Linked DNA regions of Mus musculus: region 2 is linked to region 1. Evidence: chromatin contacts called from public HiChIP or PLAC-seq data. All regions are on one chromosome and are shown on one strand. Each heading gives the region's core, a stretch centred on a gene start, on an enhancer-like site or on the middle of the called end of the contact. The rest is flanking DNA. Distances are from core to core; before and after follow the strand shown.

What was found. HiChIP or PLAC-seq counts read pairs in DNA pulled down with a chosen protein or histone mark.
Region 2: an HNF4G HiChIP or PLAC-seq map of pancreatic cancer cells shows a contact between it and region 1. The contact joins the promoter of Fhad1os2 here to the promoter of Arhgef19 in region 1. A contact is called at or near these places in 1 of 39 promoter capture datasets (pre-B cells) and 1 of 115 datasets of contacts at active chromatin or transcription factors (pancreatic cancer cells).

What each region holds. Positions count from the first base shown.
Region 1 is chr4:141,235,999-141,242,210 of GRCm38.p6, forward strand. Arhgef19 (Rho guanine nucleotide exchange factor (GEF) 19) reads left to right here and starts at 3,607. Exons shown (of 18, transcript NM_001379647.1): 1 at 3,607-3,872; 2 at 4,634-4,746. C630004L07Rik (RIKEN cDNA C630004L07 gene) reads right to left here. Exons shown (of 2, transcript NR_165245.1): 2 at 2,177-3,939.
Region 2 is chr4:141,877,829-141,884,040 of GRCm38.p6, forward strand. It overlaps Fhad1os2 (a long non-coding RNA gene), which reads left to right and starts at 3,453. Exons shown (of 5, transcript XR_003955162.1): 1 at 3,453-4,053. Gm46874 (a long non-coding RNA gene) reads right to left here. Exons shown (of 3, transcript XR_001784482.1): 2 at 4,044-5,278; 3 at 1,856-2,518.

The sequences.
Region 1 (6,212 bases), core at 2,357-4,856:
CTGCCAACAGGGATAACTCTTAGTGGACAGGAATCCAAAACACTGTAATGAAGAAAGAGGGTAAGCCTCAGTGTGGAGTTGAACTGTGGTCTGGTTCCAGAGGGGGAGGACTCATTGCCCGCAGATGCAGTGAGCCCACAGGTTTGTGGGGTTTCCTGGGCAGTGCAGCAAGGAGCTTGGCGTGTGGAATGAGAAGGTCTGGGTAGCTCCCAGGGGAAGGGTGGCATCATTACATCTTCAGGCTTGGTGGGGCAGGATCTGCCTCAGGGATCTCTCACGTCAAGGGGAGCAGTAGGTAGCCAGCAGGGACAGAGCCCCCATGTTTACCCAGAGAGCTGTCCCTGAGAGCATCATAGGAGAAAGAAGTATTGACTAGAAGCCTGGAGACAGGGGCACAAGTCCCAGCCCTGACTCTGGCAGGTGATGTGGCTTTGCCTCTCTCTGAGCCTGTTTCCTCACAACGGGAACAGTGAGGACAGCAACACCTCTGTACCTCCTAAACTGGGAGGAGCTGATTGCTACCGGTCTTTTTTTTTTTTTTTAAGATTTATTTATTTATTATATGTAAGCACACTGTAGCTGTCCTCAGATACTCCAGAAGAGGGCATCAGATTTCGTTACGGATGGTTGTGAGCCACCATGTGGTTGCTGGGATTTGAACTCGGGACCTTCGGAAGAGCAGTCGGCGCTCTTAACACTGAGCCATCTCGCCAACCCCGCTACCAGTCTTTTATTACTATTTTGGGAAGAGGATGAGTTACAGAGAACAAAATGCACTCTGAGTCCTGGGGCATTATGCAAAGAGCCCAACTCCAGAGACCCAGTGGCTGCATTTGGGTCCTGACTCCAGCCAGCACTCTGGACTTCTGGGGACTTAAGCAGAAGGACCTCTAGGGCTCAGGTTCCTCCTCTGTAAGGACGAATTATGGTACCTACTTTGAAGGGACTTAGGGGAATCACAGTGGCCATTCCTGGCACAGGCTCCGATGACACCATTATCTGGCTTCTCTACCCTGGAAGCAGAAACAGCAGCTGGCACAGCTTTGGGGCTCTCAGATGGCTCACAAGCAGCAACACTGGGACAACTGTGAAGTCACTGAGTGTGAGTGAGGGCTTTTGGCTAAAGCCTAGAGATGGCTGAGCAATCGCCTGGTCATGTAACATGTATGCATGCCTCTGTGTGTGAGTGTGTGTGTGTGCTTGTGTGCCTCTGTGTATGTGCACATGAACATGTCTCTGTGTGCATGTGCTTCTGTGTGTGTGTGTCCATGCCTGTGTGTGTGTGCAGTGTGCACATGTGTGTAAACCAGGCACTTTCCTTCTCTCACACCAGAGTTTGTGCCCATGCTATCTCTAGGGCAGCCTTCCTGACTCTGCTCAGCAGCTGGGTAGAAATATGCCTCAAGGCCAGCAGCCTAAAGGGCACAGAGTATCCAGATTGGGCTAATCCAGATGGAGACCATGACCTGCCCTTTGGTTTTGGTGAATTCTTGACAGAGGAAACAGAGGTTCAGTGGGGGCAGAGGCTGAGATTGGAGGAGGGGCAATAGAATAGGGAAACAGTAGTAGGTGTGGTCACATACAGTTTTAATCCCAGCACTCAGGTGACAGAGGCAGGTGGATCTGTCAGTTAGAGGCCAACCCGGTCTACAGAGGGAGTTCCAGGCCAGCCAGGGCCACATAGTGAGAAAAGGAAAAGAAAAAAATGAAAGAAAAGAAGAGAAAAGAAAAGAAAAAAAAGCTGGGCATGGTGACACACGCCTTTAATCTCAGCACTTGGGAGGCAGAGGCAGGCAGATTTCTGAGTTCGAGGCCAGCCTGGTCTACAAAGTGAGTTCCAGGACAGCCAGGGCTATACAGAGAAACCCTGTCTCGAAAAACCAAAAAAAAAAAAAGGAAGGAAAGAAGAAGAAGAAGGAGAAAGAGGGAGGAGGAGGAGGAGGAGGAGGAGGAGGAGGAGGAGAAGGAGAAGAAGAAGAAGAAGAAGAAGAAGAAGAAGAAGAAGAAGAAGAAGAAGAAGAAGAGGAAGAAGAAGAAGAAGGAGAGAGTGGAAGAATAGGGAAATAGGGCTGAAGAGAGGGTTCAGAGATTAAGACCATGGGCTGCTCTTCCAGAGGACTCAGGTTGGATTCCCAGCATCCACATGGCTGTCAATACCTACTGCAAGCCCAGCTTATTTTGTTTTTCCTTAAAATATTGCTCATTTATTTAAGTGTTTTCAATTCTGTGTGTGTGCTTCTTAGTGAATAAGGCATCCCACATGACTGATAAGCACATGTCTACCACAGCCCTGGCTATTGTAAACAACATACTTTGATTATATTCTTTCCCCTCCCAGAACCTCTCCACTTCTCCCCCTCCCTACCCACCAAACTTGACGCTCTTTCAAAAGAAGCAAGCCAGGCAGCGGTACACGCTTTTAACCTCAGCATTTGGGAGGCAGAGCCAGAGTTCCAGGAAAGCTAGCACTACACAGAGCTGTCCTGTTTCAAAAAGAACAAGACCTTGGAGTCAGATTTGTGATGGCCAACTCTTTCTGAGCTCGAGGCTCTTGAGTGTGTTTGATACACCTGATGTCACTCCATTGAAGAAGGCTGATGTCCCCTTGCCTGCCAGTATCAGTTGCAAATAGCCTCTTGGTGAGGGGTGGGAGTTTATGTCCACTTTACCTTCCACACACTGGGATTTTTGTCTGGCTTGAGCTTGTGCGGGTCTTATGCATTTGACAGTCTCTGTGAGTTCATATGTGCATCTTCTTGTCGGGAGTCGGGAAACTTCAGTTTCCTCTGGATCCATTTGCCACTTCTGGCTCTTCCAGCCTCCCTGCCCACTCTCTGGAATAGATCCCTGAGCCTTGAGGGTATGAGAAACGTCTCCCATTTAGAGCTGAGTGCCCCTAAGTCTCTCAAAGAGCTGTGGGTCTCTGTTAATTTCCCATCTACTGTTAGAAGCGTCTCTGAGGAGGGCTGAGCGATGGGCTGATGTACGGGACAGCAAGCAGTGCGTCAGTAGGAGTCGGTTTATTGTTATGCTGATTAAGCAGAAACGTAGTAGGTTTTCTCCCTGGGGCCCCAAAAGGAGCCCGAGCAAATATCAAGTCAAGATTATTTTAGTATGAGCATAAATTTGTACCTGAATGGGGGATGACAGTTGTAGGATTGGTCCCTGTTGGCCACGCCCCTGGTACCGGTAAGAATATCACAGCCAGCCCAGTGGATTTGCCAGCCTCCCGCTGGTGTCTGTGCGCTTCACCTGGCTCTGATCCAGAACCCCTACACACACACACCCTGCAGGTGGAAGACCCACCAGGCACGGAGGAGGGTGGGGAGTGACTGTAGGAACACCGTGCTAAACCTGGGTGCGACCAGACCTGCCTGGGAGTGGACGGTGTGCTAAGTCCGGGAGGGGTGAAGCATGCCCGGGAGGTGCAGGGCCTGCCTGCGACGGCCGAGTGCGGTTGCCTGGGTAGGGCGGGGCCTGCCTTGGAGGGTTGCTGAGCCTAGAGGGCGGGGTCTGACAGGGGCCAGGAGGCGGGGGATGGGGGACGAGCCTGAGAGGGGAGGAGGTGCTGAGGGTGGAAGAGGAGGAGCGTTGAGCCTGGATGGAGCGAGGCTCTGACTACTGTAGAGGGACCTAGCTGGAACCGCAGGAAGCTGAGTCTGTCTAGTACACAGCTGTTCGGCGTCGTCTGGGTTGAAGCCGCAGGACCAACTTCTAAGGGAGGGGAGAGGCAGGAGAGCAGAGCTCGGAGTCCACATCCGAGAAGCTCTTGGGACCCCCAAGTCCAAGATATTTCACTACCGGCGAAGGAACTCGCCCTCAACTACTGGAAAAATGCTGGCCGCGCATCTGGCTTCGTCATCCCCTGGGAGGTAGGCTGAGCGTCTGTCTGGGATTTGCAAGCATCGTTGAGTTCAGGGTCTGACACTGGCCAACCTGCTGTAGAAGGAGATTTAGGACAAGGTCAATGTGACCATTCATTGTCAAGGAGCCAGAGAGGCGGCTCCGTAGTTAAGAGAGCTGGCAGCTCTTGTGAGGATCTGGGTTAGGTTCCCAACACCCACATTCACAACTCTCTCTATCTCCAGTTTGCCACGGGATCCGAAGCCCTCATCTGACATCTGTGGGTACCAAGCATGCATGTCGTGCATGCAAGCAAGCATTCATACAATGTAAAGGAAATCGTATTTAAATTTTTATTTTATTATTCTTTATGTGTATGAGTGTTTTGCCTGCGTGTTCACCACATATGTACCTAGTACCCACAGGGACCAAAAAAGGGCGTCAGATGCCCTAGATGGAGTTATAGACAGTTGTAAGGTACCATGTGGATGCTAGGAACCTAACCCGGGTCCTCTGCACGAGCGGTTCTCTTAACCATTGAACCATCTCTCCAAATCCAAATAAATATTTTTCAAAAAAAAAATTATTGCCAAGCTGCATCCTTGTTATCAAGCCCTCAGAAGGTGGAAACAAAAAGGTCACGGGTTCAAAGTCATCCTTGGCTATAAATCGAGCTCAAATCAAGCCTGGACTGCGTAGTAAGTTTGAGGCCAGCCTAAGCTACATAGGAGACTCTGCCTGGACAAAACTAAACAGAAAGATTAATCATTTTCTGGTCCCCTTTCCCCAGTTCCTTCTGATCTTCCTGCCTTTGGCAGCCTGGCTCCAGTGGAATGTGCCCGCTGTGGTACCTAACAAGTTCAAGGAGAGGTCCTGGCGGTCCATCAAGAGGCGCTGCTTTAGGTCAGTAAGACTTTGGACTCTGGCCCCACCCACATCTGGCTGATTACGCCTCCTAATTGCCCCCACGTCCTGGCTCCTCCCTTTCAAGCCCCGCCCGCTAGAGTGGAGCAAGGATTGGCCAGGCTCCTTTACAATAGTCTTGCCTTCGACACGCCCCCTTTTACCTTGAACTTTCACGGGGCCGAGAGAGCTTCCCTCCTCCAGGAGTGCCTGCTCCACCCGACCCGGTGCGAAAGAAACACAATTTCCTAAGCTTTTTTTCTAGGGCTCCCGCCTTGGCCCCAACCCAAGGTCCAAACCCTCTGGTTTCCAGCGAGGGGCCAGGGCAGTGCCTCTTGGGAGGAATAGTCAGTTGGCGTTTTCTTCTCCACATCCCCTCTTCCTGCTCTACATTGACACAACTCTATCGCTCCCACTCACTCTGGACAGTGTCGTCTCACGGTGTAATGGTCCTTAGGTGGAGTAGAGGACCCCGCTTTGAGCTTAAAGTCATCAACTAGAAGCTAAAGAACCCACTCTGAGGGAGGGTTCACTGGGGTCTGGGCATGAAGTTTAGCAGGCCTATGGTATAGGAAGATTAGGGAACGGGCTTAGCTTAGCAACCCTGGAGATTGAAGATCAGGTGGTAGAGTGCTCGCCTGCAAAGGAGAGGTTCTGAGTTCAAGCCCCAACACTGTGTAAACTGGTGCTCGCTGTGATCCCAGCACTCAAAAGGTAGAGGCAGAAAGCTCAATATCCCAAGCTCGTCCTCACCTACATACCAAATTTTTCAGGGGAAAGGATGTGGAAGGGAGGTCAGCCAGGTGTCTCCCAGCACACCAGTCAGTGAGTGGCTAAGGAGGTTGGCAAGTGATGGTGCCAGATGAGTCTGGGTTTCATACTGATTATGATTATTCTCTTTCTTTTTTTCTTTGTGTTGACTTATTCATTTTTATTTTTCTATATGTGTGAGTTTTGCCTGCATGTCTGTAAGTGTATGGACCACATACATGCCTAGCGTCCAGGAAAGCCAAGAGAAAGTGTCAGATCACATGGTTGTGAGCCGCCATATGGGTATCAGGGACTGAGTCTGGTTTCTCTGCAAAGGCAGCAAGTGTTCCTAACCACTGAGCCATCTCTCCAGCCCCCATGTCGTTCTTGTTAACAATGCTCCTAGAGCTTTGGTTTCACCATCTGGAAGAGGTGATGGGACGTCACGGATGGGAGAGTACTCGTGTTTAGGGGTACAAGCCTCAGGTACTCAGCTCCTGAGTGGTAGCCGTCACAGTGTGGGCTTCAGAGGGTCGTAACGCACAGTAGGTAGACCCATGCTTTGCACACAGGAAGCGTACAGGCTTTCAACACTGGGGGCGTCGTCCTTGCAGCTTACCCTCCATACTCTGGGAATCTCACCCGCTTGCCAATTGCAAGGCGCTCACACACATAACAGGCGCTCACACCCAATCCAGAAACTGGGAGGAAGTGGC
Region 2 (6,212 bases), core at 2,203-4,702, 640 kb after region 1:
AGCAGTTTTGCATCTATTTTTTGACTTCTCTGTGATGAGAGCAACTGATGGGTCTGCTGTCTTGAGAAGTAATCCATATGAGATGAATCTGGGGTTCAAGTTTGAATTCTTTAAAGAGAGTTTGTGTGTTAAGCTCTAGTTAACATCCTACTTAGCTTGCATGGGTAAAATCTTGGGGCTGGACACCTTATACAAGGTAACGGGATTTCTCCCATTTCTCCCGTATCTGTGACATCATGGGAAAGCGATCATCACAGGAGCCTTGCTGCTTCAGCTCAGGACACACTTCTGGGTGAGCAACTCCCTAATTCATTAAAAATCATTTATTAATTTTATTATTTATTATTTATTATTATTATTATTATTATTATTATTATTTTGGGGCATGTGTTAGTGATGGTCAGAGGACAATTGTTAACGGTTGGTTCTTTCCTTTCGTGGTACCTAGGGACGGCACTTAGCTAAGCACTTTTACCTGCTAAACTCTCTCAACAGGTTTTGGGGGTTTTTGTTTTTGTTTTGTTTTGTTTGTTTTCTTTTGTTTTGTTTTGAGACAGAAGTCTCACTCTGTAACCCAGGTTGATCAAGATCTCACTAGATAGCTCAGGCTAGCCTGTAACTGTTAGTAATCCTCCAGTTTCAGCCCACTGAGTATTGAGATTAATGCATGGAGCATTATATTCAGGTTGGAAAGCTCTGTAAACAACTCTTGGGTTCTCTCTCTCTCTCTCTCTCTCTCTCTCTCTCTCTCTCTCTCTGTGTGTGTGTGTGTGTGTGTGTGTGTGGTATGTATGCACATACATATGAATGCCAGAGGTCGTTGGCTGTCATTTCTCAGTCACTGTTCACCTTGTGTTTTGAGATAGAATTTCTCACTAGCCTGGAAGTTGTGGAGTAGACTCTTTATAAATGTGATAGGGGTTGGACTCAGGTCCTTACACTTGCATGGCAAACACATTACCGGCTGACCTATCTCCCGGCCCTAGGTGAACTTCCTCATATTTCAGAGGCTCTGTGACAGGTGCGGCAGGTCCTTACTGCCCCACCCATCTCAGAGGCAGTGGGCTGTGGTCCTGCTGGAGGGCTGGTTGCTAAAACCAGCACCGGAGCTGCAAGTTGGAGACTATGTTTCATTCGATTTTTTTCCCTTCCTTCTTGGGAGTCCTTGGATTTCAGGGAAACGTTGTTTCTCTTTTAGACACTAAAGCAATGGCGAGGGTACGAAAAGCAAAGGCGATTGATAGGCTCTGACTGGAGACAGACTGGAGATAGAACTTCCAGGAAACACCAGTTGGCTCTTCATTAGGAGAGTCGCTTTATAATGACCATGAGTTCTGTGTAGTGAGCACGGAGTCTGGCAGCAGGGAAGATCTATTCTGGTGGCACATTCTAGCATTTGGTCATGAGGGAAGAATGATCTTCAGGAAAAAAAAAATCACCCCCTCAGCAAAGGATTTCTATGGAGGCTGAGCGAGTGAGAGCCAACTCTGACGCTCTTGCAAGTGGGGAGGGAGCTAAGCAGACTTAGTCATCACTGATAGGGCTCTTTTCTGACTCCCACATTTACTTGTATAACTGTCTCCTAGGGAGGGATGAAGTCTTATTAAGAAAACAACAGCACTTTGAAAAAGAGAAGGGATGTGCTGGGAGATGGCTCAGTGGGTAAGAACAGTTTCTATGCAAGCATGAGGTCCTGAGTTCGAATCACAAGCATCCAAACTTTATATATATATTTATAGGAAGATGTGGCAGCACACGCTTTTAATCTCAGCACTTGAGGGGCAGAGGTAGGCGAATTTCTGAGTTCAAGGCCAGCCTGATCTACATAGTGAGTTCTAGGACAGCCAGGGCTACATACAGAAACCCTGTGTCAAAAATAGTCCCTAGCACTGTGGTTGGTAGAGGCAGGAGAATTACTGGGGGTTGCTTCCAGCCTATCTCAAAGATCAGTGAGGATCATTTCTCATGGAAATAGGGCATGATAGCATGATAGAGTGAGTCAATTAATGTCTTCCTCGTGAGTATATGGGTACACCCCTTACACACATGCACACACATATACACATGCACACTTGTGCCTGCGTACACGGAAAAGACAGAAGGAAGAAATAGGGCGTGACCACTGGGGGCACATTCCAGAGTCTGACAGAACTGGGTGGTCTCATCAAGCCCTGAGCTTCTGGGGGAATCAAGAAAGGGATTAGTGAGGCCTTCCGAGATAACCCTGGGTCAGAGCATGCAGCCTAGAGCATGCGCCTAGCACTCAGGAATGCCAGGATACTAATTAATCATCAGTCATCAGGAAAGCCTCATAAAGACCTCAGTCATCAGGAAGCCCCAGATGGACCGAGATGATGCTTAGCCGTCAATGTCCAGGGATACCATAAACACTCACTTGAGGCGACGGGGTGATGGCAGGGGAAGGGAATCTTAATCTTTCTCTTCAATCTCTTACAGCATCTGGAGGCCATTCAGTGGGGGCAGTGAAGGTAGGTAGTGGCTCCTGAGGCCCCGCTGCCTGGAGCAGGAAGAAAGGGAGGTAAATATGCAAAGGGAGATTATGAGTTGACCTGAGGTAAGATTTCATATTATTTGCATATGGGTTGGGGGTGTAGCTCAGTGATAGAATGCTTGCCTAGCATTTGTGGGTCCCTGTGTTTGATCCTCAATATTCTAAGATTTAGTTGTGGTTGTTTTTAATTGCATATATCTGTGTGCATGTGCATGCATATATGTGTATGTGTGTATGTATGTATATGTGCGTATATGTGTATATGTGTGTGTGTATGTATGTGTGTGTGTTGGTGGTTGTGCTGGGTTGGTTTTTTTTTTTGTCAACTTGGCGTAAACCTATCTGGAAGGAAGTGACCTCAACTGAGGAATTGCCTCTGTGAACCAAATTCCTGGAAAGAAGCTGTGCCCCGCAGAGCCTGATTGGTTGGTTAGTGTTACAGTTCTCTGAGGAGACTGGAATGTCGCAGTTCCAAAGGCTACTTAGTTACTTCACCTTGGGCTAGTTCTAGCTCTCAGGAACAGCCAGACCATATGCCCACTCCCACCCCCACCCTGCCCCACTAACGTCCTGTGACTGATACATGAAAATCTTTGGGAATCTAGTAACTTAACAGACTACCAGCTTCCACCAATCCAAGAGCTAAGAATGCCATCAGACAGCACCTGGAGCCTATGGCAAACGCCAATCTCACGGTACCCGCCTCTCTGGTATACCCACCGATGTATTTTGAACTAGCTGTAAAAACTTCATGATACGGCTTCTACACTGGAATATAGAATTTGGGGGTAAACTAGATCTGGCCTCGGGAGACAGAGGCAAGTAGATCTCTGCCTTTGAGGCCAGCCTGGTCTACAAAGTGAGTTTCGGGACAGCCAGGATTACACAGAGAAGAAACCCTGTCATGAAGAACCAAAATAAATACATAAATAAATAAAATTTAAAAATAAACAAAACAAACAAACAAACAAAAGAATTGATGTGGGAGAGTCCAGCCCGCTGCCTCAGATCCTGCCTCTGGGTTCCTGCCTTTCGTTTCTTCCCTTCTTGATGGATGGTAATCTGGCCAAGGAAGCCAAATAAGCCCCAGCAGTAGACAGTGTACCAGAACAATGGCTGTGGAGGGTGTGCCACAGTGCTGCCTGGGAGGCCAGAGGACAACTGTAGGAGTTAGTTCTCAACCTCTGCCACATCTGGCCTGGGGACAGAACTGAAGTTAAGGCTCTGACAGCAAATTCCTTTGCCAGCTGAACCACCTCACCAGCCTCCAAATGCTGTTTTAAGTCATAGGCAAGTTAATGTCTCAGAGTCCGCAGCCATTTCCTCTGAATTGAACGTCCCTTGCGTCCCTTGCGGGAAGGAGGGGAGGGACCCAGAAAGTAAACAAACCTGGAAACAGGAGATTACACAGGGCTCCTCCCCAGGGCTTGGAGACCTGAAACAACTGGGGAGGAATGGGGATTCCGACCACCTGCACATCTGCCTCCAGGGTGCCTCGCCCTCCAGGAGTGTGTCTTTCCTGAGTCCTCACCTGTGTGGGGGTGAGTCCTCCATCTCACTCCGGTAACTCCCCGTAGACTCATATGTTCCAGGATGGACTTAGCGTACTGATTTTTTCAGACTGTCATCTGTTCCTGTCTGGGTGAATAGATGTTTGTTCGTGCAACAGTTAGTCATTTCAAATCCTTTAAGATGATGTGTGTATGTCTGTAGGGAAAAGATACCTTAAGCCCAGCCCTTCTGGCACTGGAGTGCCCTTCTGGGCTCCTTCCAAAGACGGTCCTAACATGGGCATAAGACTGGGACTTTCATTCTGGCAGTAGCTACTCTGGGAAAACAGTGTCCTGCTGCTTGCAGATAAAAAGGATAGATTTGTGAAGTGTGCCGGACACTGGGTGTGGCCCGGGATCCTTTCCTGTTCTGGGCTACCGGGAGACTGATGTGGGGCAAGAGTAACTGTGTTGGAGTGTGAGATCCACTGGACCCCACAGAGTAAACTAGGAAGGTTACAGCTACCCTTACCCATCATGAACTATTGATGAAGCAGCTGATAGAGCAGCCCTGGCTGCCTTTGTACCCCTCTCCCTCAGGCCCAGCGTAGTGGCTAGTCTAGCTTACAGGGAAGGCACGGGATATATTTGTTCATGCTCTGTGATACCCTGAGAAGGCTGGGGACACATTGGATATTTTCTCAATGTCCCCTCTAGAGCATCCGGTGGCCCACTTTTAGGTCTGAAGGTCACTGCCAAGAAACAGAAGCTGCCGAAGTGACACCTCTGAACCCACATGACTCGACACAAAGCTCACAGGAATGCAGAACACAAGCTTCTCAAGTGTCTGTCCCCTGTTGTCTCTGAGGGAGTGACACTGGCATCAGATAGGGGTTCGGGCAGTGTGACACGCTGGCCTTTGGGTTATCGCTGTAACCCGGAGGTTATTTAAGTAGCTCTCTGCTCAGCAGACAGAGTAATAATAGCTAGGAGGTCTGGAAGGCACTGCGTGTGGCCACAGCAGGGGCACCTGAGAATGTAGGACACCGTAGAGTTAACACACAGTGGACCAAAGCAGGCATAGGTGAAGTTAGGTGAAAGGGGTAACTGGTACTTGGGACAAGCTATACTCCCAAGAGACTAACGGAGGAAGCAGGTGACTCAGGCAGATACCAGGAAGCCCAGGAGCTGGAGGCTGCAGGCAGCATTCCTTCAGGCTTCGTGGGGGGAGCTGCTCTTCCAGGCCATCAGGCAGAGCGTCTGTGCGGATGACTCACTAAGAGCAAAAGCAATACGGAAGATGGTTAGGGCCCATGCTTGAGATCTCACTGGGATGAGGTTGGAGGAACATTGTCTATGGTGTGGTCCCTGTAGAGTTCCCTGGTTTCTCTATGCACCCCAGGCCAGTCTTGAACCCGCTATAGAGCCTAGGTTGACCTTGAACTTTTGATGAGTTCTTCGCTTCAGCCTCCCCTATCCTGGGATTACAACCTTGCGCTGCGCGGTCCAACCCTGGTCTCCCGGAGCTCTTGAGAGGATTATGCTCTGTGAAGCATTTGGTGCCACCACTGTGTGTGACACTCAAAATGCTCTCCATGGGCCTGGCGAGCCGGCTTGTATGGGAATGAGCTTCACACATGAGCAGAAGGACCCGAATTCAGTATTCTTAGGACTCACTTGAAAAAGCCAAGCAGGGAAGGAAGTTCATGTCTGTTGTCCTAGGGCTGGAGTGGAGACAGGAGGATGCCTAGACTTCACTGGCCAGCCAGTCTAGCTGAATTGATGACTTTGGGTTAAAGGGGAGACCCTGTCAAAAAGTTAGGATTGAGGCATATATACAACACTGACTGACCTTCTGGTCTTCACCCATCTCATGGTGAAGACAGTAACCATGCAGCTACCTGGTGGCTACGCAGTCGGCCGTGTCCTTAAACACGTTCATCTAGCCTTGAGGATAGTTTCGCACAAGGACTCGTAATTCTGCCCAGTTTTAAAAAGTTTTATTGAAACACATCCATGACCATCCATTTACCTACTTGCCCCAGAGACAGACTTAAACAGTGTTCACAGAGGCTACTAGGCTCAATCCTCACCAATCAGTGCACAAACAGCAGGAGCCTGGACTTCACTAAGTAAAATGGCAGACCGAAGAAGTCTAGACTCTGACACTCACTGTGCCACGTTGGGCAAGTTACTTACCAAGGACCCTT